2 separate regions of the Mus musculus genome follow, and region 2 is linked to region 1. A link is a contact called in public Hi-C data. All regions are on one chromosome and are shown on one strand. The core of a region is the stretch at or near the end of the contact, and the rest is flanking DNA. Distances in the headings are between cores, read along the strand shown.

The links. Hi-C and Micro-C count contacts between places; a contact is called where the count stands out from the background.
Region 2: a contact with region 1 is called in a Hi-C map of embryonic fibroblasts, with 19 read pairs. The contact joins the promoter of 1110018N20Rik here to the enhancer-like site in region 1. A contact is called at or near these places in 17 of 39 promoter capture datasets (the 3T3-L1 cell line, the C10 cell line, the HPC-7 cell line and 10 more), 21 of 484 Hi-C or Micro-C datasets (B cells, CD4 T cells, the NIH/3T3 cell line and 11 more), 21 of 115 datasets of contacts at active chromatin or transcription factors (the 230-238 cell line, bone marrow-derived macrophages, cardiomyocytes and 12 more) and 3 of 9 other capture datasets (adipose tissue, liver and pancreatic islet).

The regions. Positions count from the first base shown.
Region 1 is chr2:167,091,519-167,096,475 of GRCm38.p6, forward strand. It overlaps Kcnb1 (potassium voltage gated channel, Shab-related subfamily, member 1), which reads right to left. Exons shown (of 2, transcript NM_008420.4): 2 at 4,451-4,957. It also overlaps the pseudogene Gm11471. Among named protein-coding and RNA genes, the nearest start is that of Gm39984, 15 kb to the left of the region's middle. Within about 2 kb of position 2,178, at least 48 of the 459 cell types and tissues checked have an H3K27ac peak or open chromatin away from gene starts, as enhancers often do. A contact at or near this core is called in bone marrow-derived macrophages and embryonic fibroblasts, where this site is marked.
Region 2 is chr2:167,187,574-167,192,530 of GRCm38.p6, forward strand. It overlaps 1110018N20Rik (a long non-coding RNA gene), which reads left to right and starts at 3,052. Exons shown (of 4, transcript XR_001783560.2): 1 at 3,052-3,842; 2 at 4,257-4,957. It overlaps Kcnb1 (potassium voltage gated channel, Shab-related subfamily, member 1), which reads right to left and starts at 1,245. Exons shown (of 2, transcript NM_008420.4): 1 at 484-1,245. The coding sequence starts at 1,050.

The DNA.
Region 1 (4,957 bases), core at 928-3,427:
GGGGACAAAGGCACTTCCAGATGTCTGTGGTCTGGCCAGGGCTGAGGTGGGCATTTGTCCCTATGCTGTTGCTGCTGTTCCTTAGGTTTTGTTTTGTAGACAGGGTTTCTCCGAGTAGCCCTGGTTGTCCTTATGACTAGTCAGGGCTCCAACTCAGAGATATATCTGCCTCTGCCTCACAAGTGCTGAGACTAAAGGTGTGTGCCACCATTAGAGGGGGGCTATGTTTCACAGGTTTTTTTTAAGATTTATTTATTTATTTATTTATTTATTATATGCGAGTACACTGTAGCTGTTTTCAGACACTGCAGAAGAGGGTGTCAGATCTCATTATAGATGGTTGTGAGCCACCATGTGGTTGCTGGGATTTGAACCCGGGACCTTTGGAAGAGTAGTCAGTGTTCCTAACTGCTGACCCATCTCCAGCCCTTCACATATTTTTAACCTTGAGTTTCAGGAAGAGGGATAGTTTCTACCACAAATGTAATTTATACCATGTGTGGACACATAAGTTGTGTGAAGCCACATGTGCCGTTGCAGAGTGGCACTGACTACTGCTGGCCACCACGCATAAGTTTGGACAAACAACCAATGTGTACATATGCAGTAAAGTTTTTTGCAAAGACATTGCCTGGCCCGGGCATGATAATGAGGCTTTGAGAGTATAACCAATCAGATGTGAGGCATGCAAATGAGGTATGATAATGAGGCTCTGTGAGGTACAGAGAGAGTAACCAATCAGATGTGAGACATGCAAATGAGGTATGATAATGAGGCTCTGTGAGGTACAGAGAGAGAGAGTAGCCAATCAGATGAGGAACATGCAAATGAGGCATAGTGCATAACCAATCCGGGTGTGAGACACGCCTCTCCTAGGCCTATATAAGCAGCACCAGTTCTGGGCTCGGGGTCTTTTCGCCTCTGCAATCAAGCTCTCCCAATAAACGTGTGCAGAAGGATCCTGTTGCAGTGTCGTTCTTGCTGGTTGAGTCTGGCACACGCAAGAATAAGTGAGAATTTCATGAGTCTCCCTTCCCAGTTCTGAGTAAGGCATGTTCACTCTGACTCTATTCTCTATTCTGATCTCCTAGTCTTTCTATTCTACTGTACATTAGTCTTTAAAAGGACCAGGCAGGGACTGAAGAGATGGCTTTGTGGTTAACAGTGAATTTAAGACATGACATTTAAGTGTTAAGAGGAGCCTGGAAGAGATGAAGGGCAGGACTGAAGAGCCTGGCTGGGGCCTGCAGTCATCACAGGATGGGCACTGGTGGCTCGGGAGATTGCATTAGAGTGGAAAGGCAGATCTCAGCTCTGTGGAGCTCAGAGGGAGTGCCTAAAGGCCATTTACTTCAGCCTTGCCTGGTGTAGGGGAAAGATGGACATAACTAGAATACCCAGCCATAGGAGACTAGCCTTTGTCAAAGACAGGACGCTACAAGGAAGACTTACTGAGGACCTCATACATTTCCTAGTGGGATGTGGTCCAGGATGCACCCAGTGAGGTTGTGAGGCAGTGTGGGCTGAGCATAGGCAACTCTGAGATGAAACACAAGAGGGCAAAACAAAACACTCTGCACATTGGTGTGTGTGTGTGTGTGTGTGTGTGTGTGTGTGTGAGTGTGTGTGTGTGTGTGTGTGTGTGTGTGTGTGTGTGAGCTGTGGGCCAGGATTGCCTCTAGAAATGGATTAGGGCCCAGAGGTGGGAGGGGGATGTTTTTGACTTTAATGTTTGGTCCTGTTCTAGTGGACCTCAACTGGTGATAATTTTGCCCCTCACCCCACCCTTCACCCCAATCTCATTGAATCCATAGGGACAGCTGGGGATGTAACTGCACCAGGGTGTTCCTGCTATCCAGGGTTGGGGTTGCTAAGCACCCCACAGCTGTCAGAATGGCTCTAGCCAAGAAGAAGACTGAGGCTGCAAGACAGGATCTGCATGAATTCAGTCAAGTCTATTTCTAAAGATGGCCTCTGTGTTGAGGGTTTGAAACATTCTTTAGCTCCTTAGTCAGTAGGAAGCGGGTAACCGGAGGGAAGATGGTTTGCGTCTCGAATGGTCAAGTGTTGGACAGCCAGAATCAGTGTCCATGGAGATTGTCTTTTATAACAGATCTCGCCCGAGGAATAGCAGAAGTTGTGGGTTTCTTTTTACCAGCAGGAAACCCTCCATGAAGAATGGATGGAATGAGTCATCCATGGCCCAGCCCTCCTCCAGTGGCTGGTGGATGAGGAAGGTATATGTCTGCTCTGAGAAGCAGACAACTAGACACGCGCACGCGTGAAAGGAGGCCATCGAGAGGTGAAGAGCAGCTCGTGAAGAAGATGGTGTCTGTCCAAACAAGGATTGCTCTGTGTCCTCACAGATGAATGAGGTCACGCTGGGAATTCCCTCTGCAGGATCTGCCCTGACTGATATGCAGCTTTATAAATGTGCATGTTTGTCTCCTTATCTTTTACTAACATATTAATATAGTTTTAAGAAGTAAATATTTTTAGGTTGCAAAACTTGATTCTTCATCTTTATATGATTATACCCCAAATCTTTGATCTGGAAGAAATAAAGGCCATGTATTTAAAAAGAAAAGAAAAGAAAAGAAAAGAAAAGAAAAGAAAAGAACCATCCTTTGTCCTGTAGGCCATGGTGCAGGTATTTACTTCTTCCACATCTGACATTAGGAAATACACCACTAGCCAGGCTTATACTTACACACTCTCTCTCTCTCTCCCTCCCTCCCTCCCTTCCTCCCTCTCTCCCTCCCTTTCTTCCTTCCTTCCTTCCTTTTTTTTGTTGTTTTGAAACAGGCTTTCTCTGTGTAGTCCTGACTATCCTGGATCTTGCCCTGTAGACCAGGCTGGCCTCGAACTCTCACAGATCTGCTTGCTTCTGCCTCCCAAATGCTGGGATTAAAGGCATGTGCCAGCATCCTCCGCTATAAACTTTTAAAAACCAAATGGAAAATGTCCTGTCCTGTGAAATTCAGCCCATGGTTGGGGGATAGGGCTTGGATGACCTTAACCCTTGACCTTCTGGGCTCCCCCTCTGAATGCTGGGAATACAGTGTGTGTCATCATGCTTGGCTTAGGCAGTGCTGGGGATAGAACCTACATGCTAGGCAAGCACCGAAGCAACACTGTCGGCTAGGAGTAGAGGCGTCTGAACAGCATGTGGCTGAGTACCAGTGCAGTAGATGACTGCAGTTGATGTATTGTGACATCAGAGTCAACCAGGTAAAGCTGCTCCTGGCCTTCAGTATCATCAAAACCACAGGAGAGCAGGTGCTTCAAGTAGCTAGGTGCTCAGGCCATCTGGTTCACAGTACTTGGTACACAGTACTTGGCAGAGAGCCCAATGCTGGTAGCTATTTCTGGTCCGTAGTTCTGGTCAGTCCATAGCTGTGGATGGCCTGTGGCTGTGGTCAGCCCGTGGTTGTAACTGGTCTGTGGCTGTGGTCAGCCTGTAGATGTGGGTGACCTGTGGCTGTGGTCAGCCTATAGATATGACTGGCTGGTGGCTGTGGCTAGCCTGTAGCTATCGGTGGCTGTGACTGTGGCTGGCCTGCATGCGCACCTCCTTTGACCATTGCATGTAAAGAAACTAGAGGCCATCACGGACTTAGAAGCTGGCAGATCTCTTGTAAAATATAGATTTCTGATTTTTTCCAATGTATTATTTACACTTATCTGTGTGCCTGTGTGTGTGTATGAGAGAGAGAGAGAGAGAGAGAGAGAGAGAGAGAGAGAGAGAGAGAGAGCACAGTATGTATGTGTATGCCTGTAGAGGTCAGAGAACAATTTGAGGAGTTGTTTCTATCCTTCTACCATGTGGGTCCTAGTGCTCAAACTCAGGACACCAGGCTTGGCAGCCAGTGCCTTTATTTGCTGAGCCATTTTGCCAGCTCCCGATTTCTTGTCCTTATAAGATATAACACTGCTATCCTAGTCCCGAGGAGATAGGAACCAGCTGTGGATGGTGTCTTCCAGCTGTCCACCCCTACCCCTTTCTTTATTCCTGGAATCCAGGTTGCTTTGCAAGTCCATCACCCTTCCCCCTCCCCCACCTGTATTTAATCAACTTCCTAGGTTGAAAAGACTGTTACTTTGTTTTGAGCTTTGGGAGGCTGGACTCTCCTGGATCCCAGCTGCCTGGAGCTGCTGCTTCTGCCTCCCCTCCAGGGAGTGCTGGGATGCACCGGGTTGCATGGTGAAACATTCTTATGGGCAAGGGGTGCCCAGGTAGAGTGGCCATTGAGAACCACATGGCTGGCACTGGGTTGTGATTCATGGACACAGGCTTATGTACTGGGGGTGAAAAGCCCCCATTTTCATGCACCCATCCACTCTTGATGGACCTTCCAGGTCCCCAGACTCTCAGATTCAGCCTTTCTTAGACTCCCCAGCCCACCCAAGCCTCCCCGCTCTCCCGGAAATAAGCCAAACACCAGCCGACTTGTTTTCTCCGGATCTTTTATTTGAACGCTGCAGACTTCATTAAGGGACCATTTGCTTGAAAATTCTTAAACATGTGATTTTTTTTTTTTTATACAAGACAGGACAGCAGCTGGAGGTCACATAGGGGTCACAAGTCCCTCTCACCACATGCAGAAGACGACACTGGAGTTTTGTTGGTTTCCTTGTGTGTGCACTCATGTGCACGTATAAGACATGCACGCTGATGTGCACTGTCACATGGACAGGAAGGGCTAGAGCCTTCTACTGATGAAGGTTGAACAGGACCCATGAACACAACCCAAAGAAGAGTGGTGAAGACCCTGGTGGAGTATGGCTAATATGGTTGGCTTGGCCTCCTTGAAAGATGGAGCAATCCGAATGGCTTTGCTGGCAGAAGAACCCGGGCCTTACACTCTGGGGTCCTGGGGGGAGGGGACAGAGAGTCTGAGCTGATGGGATTGGGGTGCTTGTCATTATTGTAAGGGGGGCCTTCCAGGCTCAGATA
Region 2 (4,957 bases), core at 1,802-4,301, 97 kb after region 1:
AGCCAGCCTGGTCCTCTCACCCGCTGTCCCGAGCCTTGGGGCAGACCTGTCCTTACCACTAGCCTTCCCTGTCTTTTGTCATCTCTTAAAATACCTGTGGGTGCCTCAGCCTCTGCCAGGCGTGTCGGTAGGCTGTGTTTATACCCTTCCTTATGAGCAGAGTGGGGTTATAATTCAGGGCTAGATGTTACATCTGCAGGGCAGGCTATTCTAGTATGTATCCAGGCCTGGAGGCACCAAGACTATCCAGCAAAGCTCGACTCTGTTCTCACCAAGGCCGTAGCATTTTAGAGTTTTATAAACCATTTCCCCCCAACAAAGTAGGGGTACACCGTACTGAATCACATGGGAAGGGTGCCTCTTAAGAGTAGTAGTCCTTGGAGAACTCGCTTGGAGCCCCTGCCTTTTAACCGGTATACTCATCGTGAGGAGCCAGGAGCCTCTGTGTAGGCCTCCATGGGGGGAAACAGACTCCAGACTCACCTTGGCGGCCACCGATGAGTTGGGCTTCTCCAGCAGGTCCCAAAGTTTCTTCCTCTTCTCAGCACAGCACGTGTTGTCGAACTCCTCGCCCTCCCGCTCCCGCAGCGTCTCAGCCTCCCGCTTCAGCTCCTCGTTCATCTGCTCCTTCTTTTGGTGGTAGCGGGCCTGGCAGCAGGACTCCAGGTAGATCTCATCGATGCCCCAGTAGTCCAGCTCCTGGCTGAAGCTCAGCGCGCACATCTCCTCCATCATGTGCAGCCGGCCGGTGCGGTAGAAATTGAGAATAGAGGTGAAGGCGCCAGGGTGGCGGTCGAAGAAGTACTCGTTGTCCTCGAGGCTGTAGTCGTCGCACACCTGGAGCAGAGAGTCGTGCGTGTTGCAGTCCCGGAGCTTGCCCAGCCGCGTGCGAGGCAGGCGGTCCAGAGTGCGCCACAGCACCTCGTGCGCCAGGCCCCCGACGTTGAGGCGCACCCGGCGCGAGCACGCCTTGCTGCGCACGATCTCCATGGGCTCGGGCGGCAGCGAGCTGGTGGAGCGCGAGCCATGCTTCGTCATGCCCGCCGGCATCGCTGGTCTGGCCGCCCCCGCCCCCCCTGCCCCCCCAGGCCGCTGTCACTCGACGGCAAGGCCCGCTGCCGCGGGGGCGGGGGGCGGGGAGCTCTGCAGGCCGCTGTGGTGCAGGGGTGCGCGAGGGCGGGCGTCGCGGCTACCGTCTCACCTCCATCCCGACGGCTGCGAGGCAGAAAGCGAAAGCGGACACGGGTCAGCGAACCGTACTGTGAGGCCCCTCCCCCAGGGTCCCCTACCGGCCTTGACCTTCCCAAGGCTTAAGCGGCTCAGGGGAGTTGGGGGGCGGGGGGGGGGGAAGGGAGGACGGATGGCTGCTGTTCCTCCCGCCGGTGCTGAAGTCAGCCCCACCCCAGGACGAAGGGAGGGGTGGCCCTCCAGGCGGGAGAGGCCCCCAGGAGGCTCCCAGGAAGCCCCACCCCCGCCCTGGCGCAATCCGGCCGCCCGGGGCGCTGTCCGTCCCGTCGAGTGCTGAAACTCCCTGCTCTCGGGCTGGAGAGCCCAACCTGGCCCCCGCAATTGGGAGGCAAGGGAGAGGCAGGGAGAACTTTCTTTCTCTCTTTAGTGAGTTCTCATCTCCTCCCACCCCAAGATAGTCAAGATTTTGGGTGGGAGCATAACGATGGCATTGGGCTTGCTTTTTCTAAATCTTAGAAGATTTTGGGCCGAGTGAGGACTGTGGAGGCTACCAGATGCCCACCTGTCGGAGGCCACCAGGCTGCCCTGTCCTGGGGCGACCCCACTCCTCACAACACCAGGACCCGAGACCGCTCCGGAGACCAGGTGAGGGTCGAAGGAGCCAAGCCAGCGGGGTCTGCACCTCCTTGTGCGCCCCCTCCCCACTCTAGCGCAGGAGGGGCGCGGAGTCCTCGGGATCCGCCTGCTCGGTGCTCCCCTCCTGCCCCTCCTCCTCTCTTTCTCCTCCTCCCCCTCCTCCCGCTCCTCCTCCTCGCTCCTCCCGGCGATGGCTTTTTATAACTCCGGGTTCTGCGCCTTTGCCCGGGCTCGGAAGAGAAGGGGTGGGGGAGGTGGGAGGCGGGGAAACCAGCGGAATCTTCTGGCCTTTCGGAGCGTGCCCTCCTCCCGCCACGCACCGGTGATTTCGGGGGGTTCCCGGGCCCTACAGCCCGCGGGGCACACGCCCCGCCCCCAGCCCCGGGGTGGGCCCGCGCCACCCCCCTACCCCGCCACACTCACCCCCAGGGTGGCCGCCTCCCGGGGCCGCGCCGCGCGCATCTCGCCGGCCGCCCGCCCGCGCCCCCGCCCGCGGCAGCGGCGGTCCCGGGGCCGGGCTAGGCCTACCCGGGCCGGCCGGGCGGGCGGGAGGGCGGCGCCGGGGCTGCGGGGCGCGGGCGGGGCGCTCTGCGGGGCGCAGGGACGGCGCGGCCCGGGCGATCGGCGGCGCCTCCGCCTCCACCTCGGGCTCCGGCTCGGCTCGGCGGCGGCCGCGGCTGCCTGCGCGAGATCAACAAGTCGGGCTGAGCTTCGGCTCCGCGCTCGCCGCGATTCTGTCCCGCACTTCGGAGCGCGGCGAGTGGCACCGAGGCGGGACGGCGCCACCTGCGGGTCGGAAACGCGCGCGGCTTAACCCCTCCGTGCCCGGCCCGGCCCTGGCTCAGGCCGCGGGGCCCACCCGGGCTGCTTGACTGCGTCCTGGCCACCACGAGGCTGAGCGCCTACTGCATGCATGCGCTGCACGTAGGACGGGCGTGGGAGATACAGTTGCGAAGCCAACTAGCCTCTGGGTCGCCGGGCTCCCTGGAGAGCGACTGTAAACAGAATTGGAAGACTATGTCAGACAGGCTAGAAGCTGGGAGGATGGGAAAGCTGGAGAAGGCAGGTGGCAATTTTAAATAGCCCTTGCTTTGATTCCATTCCAGATTCTACAAAATCAAATTCTAGATTCTGGAGGAAGGTGGATATTACACCAATTAACAAACCAACAGGCAAAAGAGGTGGGCAGCTGGGTGGTAGCTGTTGAGGAGAAACATAAGGCCAGGTGAAGGGCCAGGGAAGACTCAGAGTTTGCCGGGCCTTGTTAGTCACTCACCCATGGGTGCTAACTTGGACAGCTGCTTCTAGACTGCCGAGGGTCGAGGCTCAACCGAGAGATCCACTGGCCCTGCCTCACCCTGTGCGGTGGGGCCGGCAGGTTCCGGAGTGACTGTAGGCAGGGTTGCATGCAGAAGGGGTCAGGTATCCCTCTGTCAGCCACACTTGGGCTCGGCTGGTTTGTTCTCTGACACACGTATCTGTTGTGCGGTGTTAAGGAGTTAGAGATGCAGCAGAGAACCTTGTCCTGGAGGGGGGGGGAACTTAGTGGGACATGGTGCCCCAAGGTAAGGCTTTCCCATCTCCACCTGGGTTCCTTTGCACTGCATCACGCAAAACTGTTTGTAAGAACCATTCACTCTGGTCAGTTCCCTTCCCAGCTTCTCTCCCTGTGACCTCTGCTCCCAGCTCCCCCATCCCTCCTCTATCTACAGTGCCAAGGCTGTCAGAATGAATGTTCCATTTCCCAAACTGAATGCGGTTGTCAGTGGAGTAAAGCCTCCACGGGTTTTCCCTTGCTCTGGCCTGATAGTTCTGGCTCAGCCCCTCCCTCCTCTTCTCAGTTTGCCCAACACTGAAGAAAAACAAGCATTTTTTTTGTTTGTTCGTTTTAAAGGAGAAAGCTTCGGTCAATCATGAGTACTACTGGGGAGTCATGGGAGCAGGGGAGGCCATGCTGAGAGCGTAACCCAGGAGCTCAGCAGGGCCTCTCAGAAGTGAGGACAGACTCTACCACCATGGTAAGAAGGGAGTGATAGATGTGGGGAGGTAAGAGGAGTTCCACATGGAGTTGTGTCTAGGCTAGAGGCCAAGGGCAAATGAGGGACAGCCATACGCCTCCCTGGCCACCACAGTAACAGCATAGAAAAATACAAGACTTAGCACTCAGGAAGCAGAGGCAGGCAGGTCTCTGTGAGTTTGAGGCTAGCCTGGTCCACAGAGCCCATTCTAGGACAACCAGGGCTACACAGAGAAACCCTGTCTCAAAAAACAACAACAAAAAGGACAATGTAAGATTTGTTTTCCTTCCCTTGCGTCCCTATGTGCGTGTGTGAGAGAGAGGGTTAGGGTTGGTGTCAACTCACCACAAATTAAAGTCACCCGAGCAAACAGCCTCACCTAAAGAATTGTCTTAATTGCTTTAATTGATGTAGGAGGACTGACCAGAATGTGGGTAGCATCTGCTAGTGGGGGACCAGATTAAATAGTGTGGAAGAAGGAAGACCACTTGCCCTTGTTGGCCTGGCCTGGCCTCTTGCTTGAAGCGTTGGACGATGATGATGACGATGACGACGAAGACGATTCCTCCACTGAAAACAGAAGCAGCAGCCATTTCAGGTTTCCATCCTGGACCAAGGACCTTCAAGTCTCCAAGAACTTGCAGATTTTTGGTGCAGGATTGATGACTACTGAGGCACCTCCAGGACCAGTCAGCTCCCGGATTCCCAGCCTCGGTGTTGAGACTATTTCAGAGTGAGCTGATGACATGCATTCTCTAATATATTTGGTATATAAAATGTTTCATATTTAATATAGAAAATGTGGGATCCCATCAATTCTGTTCCTCCAGAAAATTCCAGCTTACAGAGGACACATGTGCACACCTGTGTGTGTGTGTCCTGTGGAGGTCAGAGGTCAGCCATGGGCTTGTTCCTTGGATGGCATCCATCTATCTAGTTATTTTATTTTATTTTATTTTATTTTATTTTATTTTATTTTATTTTATTTTGAGCTAGCCTCTCTGATTGACTGGGAACTCTCCAAGCAGGCTAGGCTGGCTGGCTAGTGAGCCCCAGAGATCCACCTGCCTCTGCCGCCCCGCCCTGGGAATAAAAACATTCACTGCCCTGCCTGT